3 separate regions of the Mus musculus genome follow, and all the other regions are linked to region 1. Evidence: chromatin contacts called from public Hi-C and promoter capture Hi-C data. All regions are on one chromosome and are shown on one strand. The core of a region is the stretch at or near the end of the contact, and the rest is flanking DNA. Distances in the headings are between cores, read along the strand shown.

Region 1 (3,950 bases), core at 454-2,953:
TTCTGGTGGTCACAGTGGGCAGAACCTCGGGGCTAAAACCATGTTTGCCTTCCTCTTTATTCTTGCTGTCAACTGGTTTACTCAACCTCTAAAGACCAAAGATCAAGGTCATCTCTAGCTATGTAGTAAGTATAAGGTCATCCCCTTAGAATGCTATCAACTAAAATGTACTGCCCAGGTGAAACAGACATCACTTACAAATTAAACGATGTTTGTACTGGCTAGTTTTGTGTCAACTTGACACAGCTGGAGTTATCACAGAGAAAGGAGCTTCAGTTGAGGAAATGTCTCCATGAGATCCAGCTGTAAGGCATTTTCTCAGTTAAAGGGGAAAGGCCCCTTGTGGGTGGGACCACCTCTGGGCTGGTAGTCTTGGGTTCTATAAGAGAGCAGGCTGAGCAAGCCAGGGAAGGCAAGCCAGTAAAGAACATCCCTCCATGGCCTCTGCATCAGCTCCTGCTTTCTGACCTGCTTGAGTTCCAGTCCTGACTTCTTTTGGTGATGAACAGCAGTATGGAAGTGTAAGCCGAATAAACCCTTTCCTCCTCAACTTGCTTCTTGGTCATGATGTTTGTGCAGGAATAGAAACCCTGACTAAGACAATGTTAAAGTTGGAAAGCGGACTGACTGACTCTATTGCCTCCCTTTGGATCCCTTTCCTCCTAGCCAGACTGCCTTCTCTGGCCTCGGTGGGAGAAGAAGTGCTTAGTCCTATTGTGACTTCATGAGCCAGGAAGGATTGGTACCCATGGGGACTTTTCCTTCACAAAGGAGAAGTGGAGTTGTGGTAATGGTGAGAAGGAGGTGTGAAGGTGTAGAACTGGGAGGAAAGGAGGGAGATAGGGTTGCAATAGTGATGTAAAGTTAATAATTAATAAATTAGTAAATTAAGGGGAAAAGAAATAAAAAAACAAATGTTCTGTTAAAATTCCTAAAACCATACTTCTGCAAGTACCCGGACTGCTGGTTTGATTTCTGTACTTTCATCTCAAGCTTTTGTTATTCTTTTGCTTTGCTTCTTTATGATATCCACCATTATGTATCTCCTTTTCTGCTTCCATTTTTCAGTCTTTATTCTGTTATGTTTGAAGCATCATTTAATTCTAGAAAACAATTAAACATCTTACTGGCCCCTTTTGATTTCATATATATATCATATATATGTATTCCATATATATATGATTATATATATATATATATAGTCCCTTCACTAAAAGTTAATATTGGGCCATAAAAACTTCAATCCTGATTGATAATAGAACACAGAAAATATTAAGTGAAAATGCTTTATTCCAAGTGACATTGCCACTTACTCTTTAAGAGTATTAAAGAATTACCTTAATTCCCTCATGGTGGAAAAAAAGGCCATTAAGCTTCTGTAATGAAGGAAATATATATTTATAATGGAGCAAATGGCACTGTGCCTTTGTCTGAAGCAATCTCGATGTCCAATAAAGAAAAGCCATATTCAAATGTGGTGCCTCTGAACACCAGATATTATAAGAATTCCTAGTCAGCAGGATGTCTTGCCAAAAGCACTCCACAAATTGATTTAGGCTGTCTCACTAAATTGTGGCTCATTCAAAATCTTCCTCCAGTATGAAAATCAGCACCTGGTCAATTCCAGTCCAGACCTTGGCATCCAGTCATGTCTCCCCCGGGGTTCTGCATTGCATGCAGAGCATGCGCACTGCTTCTGGGAGCATGCCCACTGCTGGGGCTCATGTGCTCCCTCCTGCCTCCCGCTTTCCTGTGTGAGCCATAGCTTCACCCTCTGTTTGGTTACTGTTTTCTTTCTCCATTGCTTGTTCAGTTTCTATATAATCATTCCTTTTTGCTCTGACCCTTTATTTCTGCCTCCACCTATTTTTTCCCTGGGTAACCCTCTTTGATACCAATTGACAGTCTAAGTTTGTTTTTTTTTTTTTTTTTTACTTTCCAGAGGTTTCTGTTGCCATAGTGATGTTTCATGATTATCATGCCCATGACAACTTCCCGTGGCACTCTGGTTGCTATAACAATACCAATCAGTAGAGAAATCTGTGGGAACTTGTGACAAAGATGCTAGTTCACACCTCTGTGAGAGGCAGTTTGCTGGGAGACGCTTCATATTTAATAGTTGTTCATAGCACACACACACACACAAAAGAGAGTGCACAAATAAGGGCAACTCATTTTTCCTGGATTAAAACATTATGATACTAAGGCTTGTGTTTCACATCTTGAAAAGAATTCCTCCCTTTGTCTAGGCTTTTGTCTGGTCTTTCTTCCTACTTAAAAATCTTTGATAGAAATATAATCTATAATTTAAGAAAGAGAGCTGTTATAGGTATAACTCATCTCCAAATTTATATATCAAAATCCCAAACCGAAACATGACTGGCTGCTTCTGGAAATAATGTTTTTGAAGTGTAGTTACAGTGAATGAGCTTGTGAGTGTGAGGCCCTAATCTTATAGGATTAGTGTCCTTATAAGAGGGCATAGCAAGAAGAGGGGGAGCAACGGGAGCAGAGATCAAGGGAGGGTTCTGAAAGGAGGGGACAATTTAAAGTACATTATACACATCTGTTAAAACTGCAGAGCAAAACTTATTATTTTGTATAATTAATCTATATGCCAATAAAAACATTTTAAGATGACAGAGCAAGAAGGTAAGTCAGGAGGAAGAATGCTTTCACCAGGAATCGCACCATTTGGCACCTTAATCATATACTTCCGTTCCTCCAGAGCTGCAAGAAAATTAACTTGCCTCATTTAAGCCGCTTGGACTGTGGTGTTTGTTATAATAGCACAAGGCGATTACCATAAATCTCAATACTACTTAACATTCATAACTTCTGCTAGATCCTTTTGATTTTAAAGATGTAAATTTCTAGAGATATAGCCAAATAAAAACCACAGTATTACACTTGTACGTTGTTTGTCTCTGAATGCTAGATAGACCAGGAGGGACAGTGTGATACCACATATTACATGGTGTGAGTTGTTGTTACAGCTTGCTTAGTCTAGAGAGACTATTAAGTAATACCTTTAGTATAGGACTTTGTTGTTGTTGATAATGATGATGGTGGTGATGTCATCATTGCTGTGCCATCTGCTAAGATTATAAAGTATGGTGACTTACAGCTTCCACTTCCCCTCTATAAGGACTGGGAAGAGGAAGGGGCAGCCATGACATCAAAGCCTACTCAGGACTAATGACAAAAGTACCTCTTGGTGACACATGTTCTATGTACAAAAAGCCAGATGAAGGCCAGTAACTGACAAAGAGGGAAGAAAGTTTGTTACATCTCAAAGTGTGTTTGTAAAAGATACCAAAATGCAGAGTTTCGCGAATGAAAAATTTATGGATTGGGTTATTCTTGGCTTCTACATTTGTTCCCACCAATGGTGCCAATCAAAATAGCATCATTTGAGCACCATAAGGATATGAAAGCCAGTATCAGTATGCTATATTGTCAGTACATAATGTCTGTGGAAGCCATAGCATAAATATTCTGAAATTGAAAGTTCCCAGGGATCTCAAGAAAACCACGCTACATTCATGCTGCCGTGGAAAGTACTCTCTCTTAGTTATTATAATTGCTCCAATTTTGTTTCAATAATCTGATTTTTCTAATTATCATGGTAGAAAAGAAGCCCTGTGTTGTTTTTTCCATTAGTGACAACAGTAATAACTTTCTATGTGTGCCAGGCACATGCTAATAAGCAAGTCTGTTGAGGTTTGGACATTTGCAATTCTAAGTGTGGGCCCTCTGAGACCTAGTCGCCCCAGAGAGGAGAGAATAGACCTAGTCGCCCCAGAGAGGAGAGAATCTGCATGTAGACTCAAGTGATGCTATGCAACCTTGCTCCCAGGTTATTTCTGATTGGTAAATAAAGATCTCATCAGCCAATAGTTGGGCAGAAGATAAATAGGTGGGTTTTAGGATTCCTGGTCTGAAGGTTG
Region 2 (3,950 bases), core at 805-3,304, 2.0 Mb after region 1:
GTATTAAAAATTGTGAACTTTATTAGTGTGTGGGCATTCTTTCATATAGTTCATCCATATACAAATATATTCGTAGTAGAACTTACAAATGACAGATTTCAACAGTTCAAAGAAGCTTGTGACTTGTTTCCCGTGGATCAGCGGCACAGGATGGTGACTACTTCATGTTTACAGCTTGCAAGTCCACCGATGGGTCACTCACTAAGGGAAGACTGCAAGGGAGGGAGTGTGGGTGGCCAACAAGGCAGGGTTTAAAGGTTTTGCTTAGAGGAAGTGCTCAGAGCATGAATTGCGGCCACCAACACACATCTCTTCTTAGCTGTCAAATCAAATCGCTGCGTCTTTGGACGATGCTACCACTTCATTATTTGAAATGCAATTCATACTAAATCTGGGTGTCCCTTGGATAAAGTGGAGTTATATCCTAACACACGATAAATTGAAAACCCTTACGTTCAAGTCCCCTTAGCACAAGCCTAACATCCTAACACAGCACTGCAGAGCACCAGGCTTTTTGGGAAGCTCAGCACATTGACACTTTGCAACACAGAGGCAGTACTATGCCCATCAACAACCTAAAAAAGGTACGATCACAACATTTTTATACTTCATGTGCATTACGTTTGAATCATCAAAAGTTAAAAAAAAACACACAATTGGTAAGTCAGTGACTATCCATTTATATCTTTTCTCTTCCCATTGGCTGGTATGGTGCCATATTTTTCTGTTGCTGTGGTAAAACATGATGAAGGCAACTTAGAGAGGAAAAGGTTTATTTGGGGTTTAGGGTTCTAGAGGGCTAAGAGTCCATCAGCCTCAAGAGTGGTGAAGCGTGGTAGCAGGAAGACAAGGGAGGCAGGAACAGCTGAGAGCTCTCATCTGAAACTGCAGGCAGCAAGCAGAGTGTGGTGGAGGGGGGAGAAAGGGCAGGAGGAAGGGAGGAAGAGAGAAACAGAAACAGAGAGACAGAGATAGAGATAGAGAAATTGACAGAACAAACTGGGAGGATTTTGAACTCTCAAAGCCTGACTCAGTGAGGCATTTACTTATTTCCAAGGGTGACTCTAGGATCAGACCTCTCAGTGTACCTGGCTTAGAGGCTAACCCAAATGCATGCCTGTCTTGGAGTGATCTACAGAGTCACATAAACCCACCTGTGACAGGGCAGGGAATCCGGAAGCACATTAGGACTCAAGAGTACCTGTACCTGTCACAAAGGTGAACTATCAGCCATCATCCAGGCCACAAGCATCTGAGAGCCATCACCTATGTCACAGAGACAAGCGTGTATTTTTAAATTGTTGTGTCCTCATTTTAGACCACAAAGAGATTAACAATGGACTAAATTTTTACAAAATGTATTGCAAACACTCTTATCCAAAAAACATTACCAAGACAAACATCCCAAATTAGTAGAGGAAGGCTATTTAACCAGCAAAAGACTACCTATGTGTTCATGTCAATTTTCCACCATACCTGGTAGGTAATAAAATCAGATTATTCCCTCAGCAGTGGTAACCCATGTCTTTAAACCCAGTACTCAGAAGGCAGAGGCAAGCCGAATTCGAAGCCAGCCTTGTTTACATAGCTAGATTCAAAACAGTCAAAACTACAGAGAGACCCTGTCTCAACACACACACCCACACACAAATAAAAATAATCATATTTCCTGAGCCCTGCCTACTCTATGATCATCATTTCTTTACCCTTGAATTCACTGCAAGTTCCTTTTACACATGACCAACTTACTATAGCAACTGTACAGTTAAAAATAACATGTTCATACTTTTACAAAAATTACTATTTTCTAAGTTTGTATGATCCACTAATCTCTACCTTTCAGCTAAAAAGAGTTACTAAGTTCTAGCCTTTTTTTTTTCCTTTTTCTTTCGACATTACTCGAGTTTTAACTCTCCTAAACAGTACTTATCCCATTTCGCAGGCCAGTCTGAAAAGATGTTGAAACGATGTTTGGTCAAATCAGCCAGCCAAATGGAATGAGCAAAACCATCAGTAACCAGGGTAACCGTGTGACTCCAGTAAACACGTCAAGGCCACTCGCAGCCTCCACATCTGAATCCACTCTCTTCACTGGTTGCTATTTTAGGACTATATCTTACTTCAGAGTTAGATGATTAAATGGGAGCTTTTTAGATAGTTTTTGAAATACATATAATACTTTCTTTTTAACACCAATTCATTCGATTTAAAAATGCCTATTGGAAGTCTACCACATGCCGCCCTATGAGAAAAATCACTCATAAACTGAATAATGAAAGCAGAGACACTGAGTTCTTGATAGAGACTTAATGCATCACTCTCTCCAACTTGGACAATATGTGCACAGCTCTATTCAGGGACAGACTCAACACCTTCATCTCATATGTAGTGAAAAATCCGGCGTCAGTTCCTTGTGGCGGGGACCCTGATAGACAAGGGCTTGAGGAGCAACCTGCCTACGTTTTATTATGACTACTGTGGTATGTATCTTACCCACGATTCTCTGTCTGTGAGGAAGACACACCGCAGTGGTCGGAAACAAGAATGTGAAAGACTATTCCCAGAAATGGATGGAAGAGCTTGCCAGAGCTGACGAAACAACGGCTGCATTTCAACAAGGAAATTCCCTCCGGGCTCCATTCTCTGCTCCTTCGCCTGCTGGGACCATGATCCCACCTCCCTCCAGTCTCCCAGGTCCTCCTCCGCCTGACAGTATGCCTGCACCCCACATGGGAGGCCCGCCCATGATGCCAGTGATGGGCTCTCCCTCCGCCTGGGATGATGTCCGTGGGACCAGCTCCTGGGATGAGACCGCCCATGGGAGGCCACATGCCCATGATGCTCAGGCCGCCGATGATGAGACCTCCCGCCTGCCCTATGATGGTAGCCACATGGCCTGGCATGATCCCGCCAGCCAGATAAGAGCAGAAGCGCTTTTTATCATTTTGTGTTTCTTGCTCTGTTTCACCAGAAGATCTTGGTGCTGAGCCTGAATGTTTAGTAGATGCACGACAATGAACCTTGTCTCTTAACTTGTGACTTGGCTGGGTGGGTGCTCAGCTTTGCCGCCAGAGCTTCTACGGACCACTGCACCTGGAGTCTGGAGAGATTTCCCTGAGAGTCACTGAGCAAAGAAAAAAAGCTGTGATTAATTCTGAAAGCTATACAACCACTTTAGGATGGATTTCTTCCCTGTCTAGAGTGTCCACATGGATTTGATTTGGGGGGTGAAGGGCCCATATCATTCCTCATCTAGGACCAGCTCTGGATGATCACTGCCACAGCATCCAATCCTCACAATAACACGTATTTCCCATTCCTTGTCCTTGAGGTTCAGAGATGAGTGTAGAGATAGCAGCTTAAAGCAGTGGTCCTCAACCTGCGGGTCATGGCCCCTTTGTGGTCCAAAGACCCTTTCACAGGGGTCACCTTAAGACTACCAGGAAACAAAAATATTTGTATCATATGATTCACAACAGTATCAAAATTACAGCTATGAAGTAGCAGCAAAAATAATTTTATAGTTGTGGATAACCGGCACGTGAGGAACCATATTAAAGGGTCACAGAGTTAGGAAGGTTGAGAACCAGTGCTGTAGAGTGAGTTGGGTCCCTTTAGTTTGGTTAAATAGCCAAGGCACAAGGAAAGGGTGGTTGTGAACAGGTGAACACGAAAAGCAGACATAGCCGAGAACTATTTTGACAACCACTCTCCATTTATAAAAACATCATTAATGTCAAAAATGCACATTGTAACTTTCAGTGTTTCAATCACACAGTTTCTATTTTTTTTAACCACAGTAATGTGTCCTTAATGTTCCAGCCATCAGCCTTGTAATGAGCACTCACAATTACTATTTCACAATTACTATTTCTTTCTTTTTCATATACAGTAATTGAAAAGATTTCTTCTTTGTAGACTCCTCGAGACCTGTTCCTGTGGTGGTATAG
Region 3 (3,950 bases), core at 626-3,125, 1.7 Mb after region 1:
GGAGGACCCAGCATAGGGGAATGCTAGGACACTGAGGCAGGAGTACCCTCATATAAGCAAGGGGGATCAGGGGAAGTAGGGGAATTATGGATGTGAAATTGGGAAGGGGATAATATTTGAAATGTAAATAAACAAAATAACCAGCCTCTTGAAATCTCTCTCTCAGTCAGTACAAGAGTCACTTTCACAGATTCATACCTCTCAAGTCATATTCCTGGCCTTAGCTCTCTGGAAACAAAGATGATTTCATGACCCCTTTAACCTTGTATCCTCCATGACATTAAAGCCAGCACCATAAGTTGACAACTGCCAAGTTTTCCTGCCTACTTGGGATGGAACTTGGTCCTCTTGACACACATTTGCAGAACATTTATTTCTTGTTTCTTTCTAGGGACAGAAAATTCTTTAGACCTTTTCTCTTAGAAAGTTGGAACCTTAGCTAGGTGGAGTCTTTCCCTGTGGGTGCTCTTCTTTTCACTCCAATGGAGATCAGACTTCTCCTTAATTTTGCTTTCTCTCAGCACAGTCCTCGGATATGAAATTAAGTTTTCACTGTGCTTTTTCTCTTCAAATTGTAGTTTTGTATTTATTTTTGGCCCACTTGTTCTTTTTCATTGTAGATCTGCAGACAGTGATTACTAGTAATTCTGTGATAAAGTCTATAATAGGCTATTTTGAAATATCCTCAAGCAAAGAATTTAGCTGATTACTTTTTAAGTTTTCCTGAGGCAAACTCAAGACTAGAGCAGAAAGAAGCTACATTGTTTGTCAAATTATCTTAGGAATGGTCTCTATCACAGTGGCTAATATTATTCTTCTGTGAAAGTTCTTGAGTATGCATAGTTCTCATCACTACTTTTTTCCAAGATCCTAATAGGAAAGCCCATGAAATTCTGCTTACAGTGTTCAACAGTCTTTCTTCATAAATATATATAAAAATGGTCTAATTCTTACTTCAGCATGATCAACAAATTTTCAGGACGCATTATTGGATCACAATGTCTAGAAATCAGATTTCCGAGGACAGTGTTTCTTCTCCTTCTCTGTGCCATCTTACCAACAAGTCTAGGGAAAACCTTGAGTCCTGAAACTGCCCATAATTTTACTGAATAAGCTTCCCACTTTAATTTGGACATTGGGCCTTTCTGTGCAGGTGGAGTTTTTGCCAACATTTTAGGTAAGATGTATATTCTGATTTTTCAGATGTATGCCTTTTTATGTGGGGTGAACATTTCTGAACTAATCAACTGGAAAACACTACATAAGTTGATTATCAGCTTAATGATATTGTTTTCTCTCTTCTTTGTTTGAAGAGATATCCACTAATCTCAGCATATCAAGATTCATAAATACAAATAAGATATCTACATTTTGAGAAATTATTTATTTTCTAAAGTATTTTCCTAAAATATTTATCATTTCTTGAGTTCATATTTTTCAAGGGAATAGTCTGCTTTCTCATTTTAAAATTATAGATTATTTTAAAGTCATAAAAGAGTGGGGGGTTGTTGCTTATTTTTTATTCTCAGTCTTATAGGATTACTTATATTTTCTTATCCTGCCTTATACTCAGAATTTCTATCAAGAAATATTTCTGCTCAAGTATATTTTATATATTTTAAGAAATAAAAAGACAACACAATGTTTTATGCACAGTCTAAATTCTCATCAGCAGTTGACATAGTGACAACAAGAAGGAGGGAAAGGGTGTGAGCAGAAGGTCTTTGTGACCTTACAGAGGTTTTTATCTTCCCTCCGGTCAATAGGGATAGCGCATCAAATAACACATTAGCATATAAAGCCATCTGCTTAGTATACAGTGCTGATGTGAGTTTTGATTTATGTAATCTGTTGGCCGTTTTCCTAGAATTTTCACAGTAGATAGAAATAGACTTTGTTTTCACATTGTCACTTCATGCTTAGCTCAAACAGCTAGGCGCAGTATTATATAAGCAGAATTTTAAAAAGTTTCAGGAAATTTAATGTCAATTACAAATGTGAAGGAATAGATCAACTTTAACAACAGATACATCAGAGCAAATGGTATATTCAGGTTTCCCAATTTTTTTTAGCCAGAGTGATTTGAATTTTTTGATTATTAATTTAATTTTAAATCCATTTCACGAGATATTTTTCAATAATATACCATTTATCACATCAAGTCTAGTATTTTATTTGAAATTTTACCCACCTCACTAACAGTTGATTGTGTACATCACACATTACTTTGAATAAATTTCATACACAAATCTCTTAAGTATTCTAACACCTGTATAAATGTTTATTTTTTAATTTTCACACATGGAGCTGCAAGATAACCATGGACTTATTTTAATATGCACTACCATGGATAGGAATTTAAGCTTTTATAGGAAACCCATGACATATAAAATTGAAATAAAAATTTAAAACAATAAAAATAAAAATAATGTATCTTTCTATGACTGATATGAGGAAGCTTATAATCTCCTTGCTCTGTTGATCATCCTCTGTTTATATTTCACTTATTCAATATTTTCTTTCTTCATCTTTTAGGCAAGTACTCGTTTTTCTAACATATGTTGCTGATTTTTATGGGTGTGCTTTTCATTTTCTTGAATAATTTTAAACCATAATTTTCAGTCTTTCTTACTTTTTAAAAATATGAGAATTGAGGCTGAAAGAGAGAAATGGCCTTCCAAAGGTCACACAGCCTGATTCTTCACACCTGGGATTCAAAATACCATGTTTCCCACAGGAAACCTTTCTGGTTCTATTGATTCACATTATTCAAACAACAAACTTCCCACCAAGTGCCTTTCTATTTGATACACACCACTCATGGCCATCAATTCACACTATGATAATCCAGTACTTTATGGAAAAAATAGAGAAATTTTACTGTGCTTAATTTGTGGTGTATTTTGGAAACAAGATTTATATTGGGTGTACAGCATTGAGAAATGGGACACTTCTACTTTTACTTAGATGTTTACTCATTGTAATTCTGAGAACTCCCCAAAAAAAAGAAAAATAAAAACTTTGGGAATAGAAAAGTCTCAGTTTCCTATGGGAGCTGATAAAGCTCCCCAGAAGCACCTACTGACAATGGGCTGTTAGCTACTAATGGCTCTGACAAAGGGAGGAGAAGCCCAGAGCTGAAACAGTTCCTGAAGTTTCCTCAAGACCTCACCAAATATAGTAAAACTAACATAGCAGCAAATCAGAAACCAATCCATGAAACCTTCACAGCACCCGCCAATGAAGTTTTAGATTACCTAAGCTTTGCTAAAAAAAAATTCCCCAGTTTCCTATAAAAGACTTGTGCCCCGTTGTCCAGGGTTGCCATTTTTGTTAAGTAGCTGATACCTACATGCAGGCTTCTTGCTTTGGGGAAATAAAAACACTCTTGCCTATTGCATACGTGAGTGGTGGTCTTTGTGTCTTGCTTTTGGACCTAACAATCCAAAAAACTTTCAAGTAATGGTAATGTTTATTTTATAAAATATAATTAATCCAAGTTTGTAAAATCGGTAACTGTATTTTCTGGAAAGGAAGCTAACTTTCAAAGGCGAAGGCTATGGTAACACACTGTAGAACTCTGTCATTTCACTATCAGAAACATAAAGCTGCTGGTTGTAACAGTAACTCCTTGTAGTGTTTCATTTTATATTTGAAGAACATGATAGTTTCCAAATGATCTGTAGCTTCTTCCTTTAAAAAAAAAGATTTATTTATTTTATTTATATGAGCATACTGTAGCTGTCTTCAGACACACCAGAAGAGGGCTTCAGATCCCATTTGAGATGGTTGACAGCCACCATGTGATTGCTGGGAACTGAACTAATGATGTAATATTAACCCTGTTGAATGCTTGTTAGTAATCTTATGCAGGTGTACAGTGAAAAAGAAAAAGTGGATCAAAGAAAATTAAAAATAGAGAGAGAGAACAGAAGGAAATGTGATTTTGA

The links. Promoter capture Hi-C pulls out the DNA fragments that hold promoters and counts their contacts. Hi-C and Micro-C count contacts between places; a contact is called where the count stands out from the background.
Region 2: a contact with region 1 is called in a Hi-C map of neural progenitor cells, with 4 times the contacts expected there. The contact joins two enhancer-like sites. A contact is called at or near these places in 9 of 484 Hi-C or Micro-C datasets (cardiomyocytes, cerebellar granule neurons, cerebellum and 5 more) and 1 of 115 datasets of contacts at active chromatin or transcription factors (astrocytes).
Region 3: a promoter capture Hi-C map of hippocampal neurons shows a contact between it and region 1, with 3 times the contacts expected there. The contact joins two enhancer-like sites. A contact is called at or near these places in 1 of 39 promoter capture datasets (hippocampal neurons), 1 of 15 datasets of contacts at CTCF or cohesin (pro-B cells), 23 of 484 Hi-C or Micro-C datasets (the Ba/F3 cell line, the G1E-ER4 cell line, adipose-derived mesenchymal stem cells and 11 more) and 1 of 115 datasets of contacts at active chromatin or transcription factors (astrocytes).

Annotation. Positions count from the first base shown.
Region 1 is chr9:94,608,839-94,612,788 of GRCm38.p6, reverse strand. No RefSeq gene overlaps it. Among named protein-coding and RNA genes, the nearest start is that of Gm39404, 26 kb to the right of the region's middle. Within about 2 kb of position 1,703, at least 29 of the 459 cell types and tissues checked have an H3K27ac peak or open chromatin away from gene starts, as enhancers often do. A contact at or near this core is called in hippocampal neurons and neural progenitor cells, where this site is marked.
Region 2 is chr9:92,611,480-92,615,429 of GRCm38.p6, reverse strand. It overlaps the pseudogene Gm2495. Among named protein-coding and RNA genes, the nearest start is that of B430319G15Rik, 71 kb to the right of the region's middle. Within about 2 kb of position 2,054, at least 35 of the 459 cell types and tissues checked have an H3K27ac peak or open chromatin away from gene starts, as enhancers often do. A contact at or near this core is called in neural progenitor cells, where this site is marked.
Region 3 is chr9:92,897,811-92,901,760 of GRCm38.p6, reverse strand. No RefSeq gene overlaps it. Among named protein-coding and RNA genes, the nearest start is that of 1700034K08Rik, 110 kb to the left of the region's middle. Within about 2 kb of position 1,875, at least 7 of the 459 cell types and tissues checked have an H3K27ac peak or open chromatin away from gene starts, as enhancers often do. A contact at or near this core is called in hippocampal neurons, where this site is marked.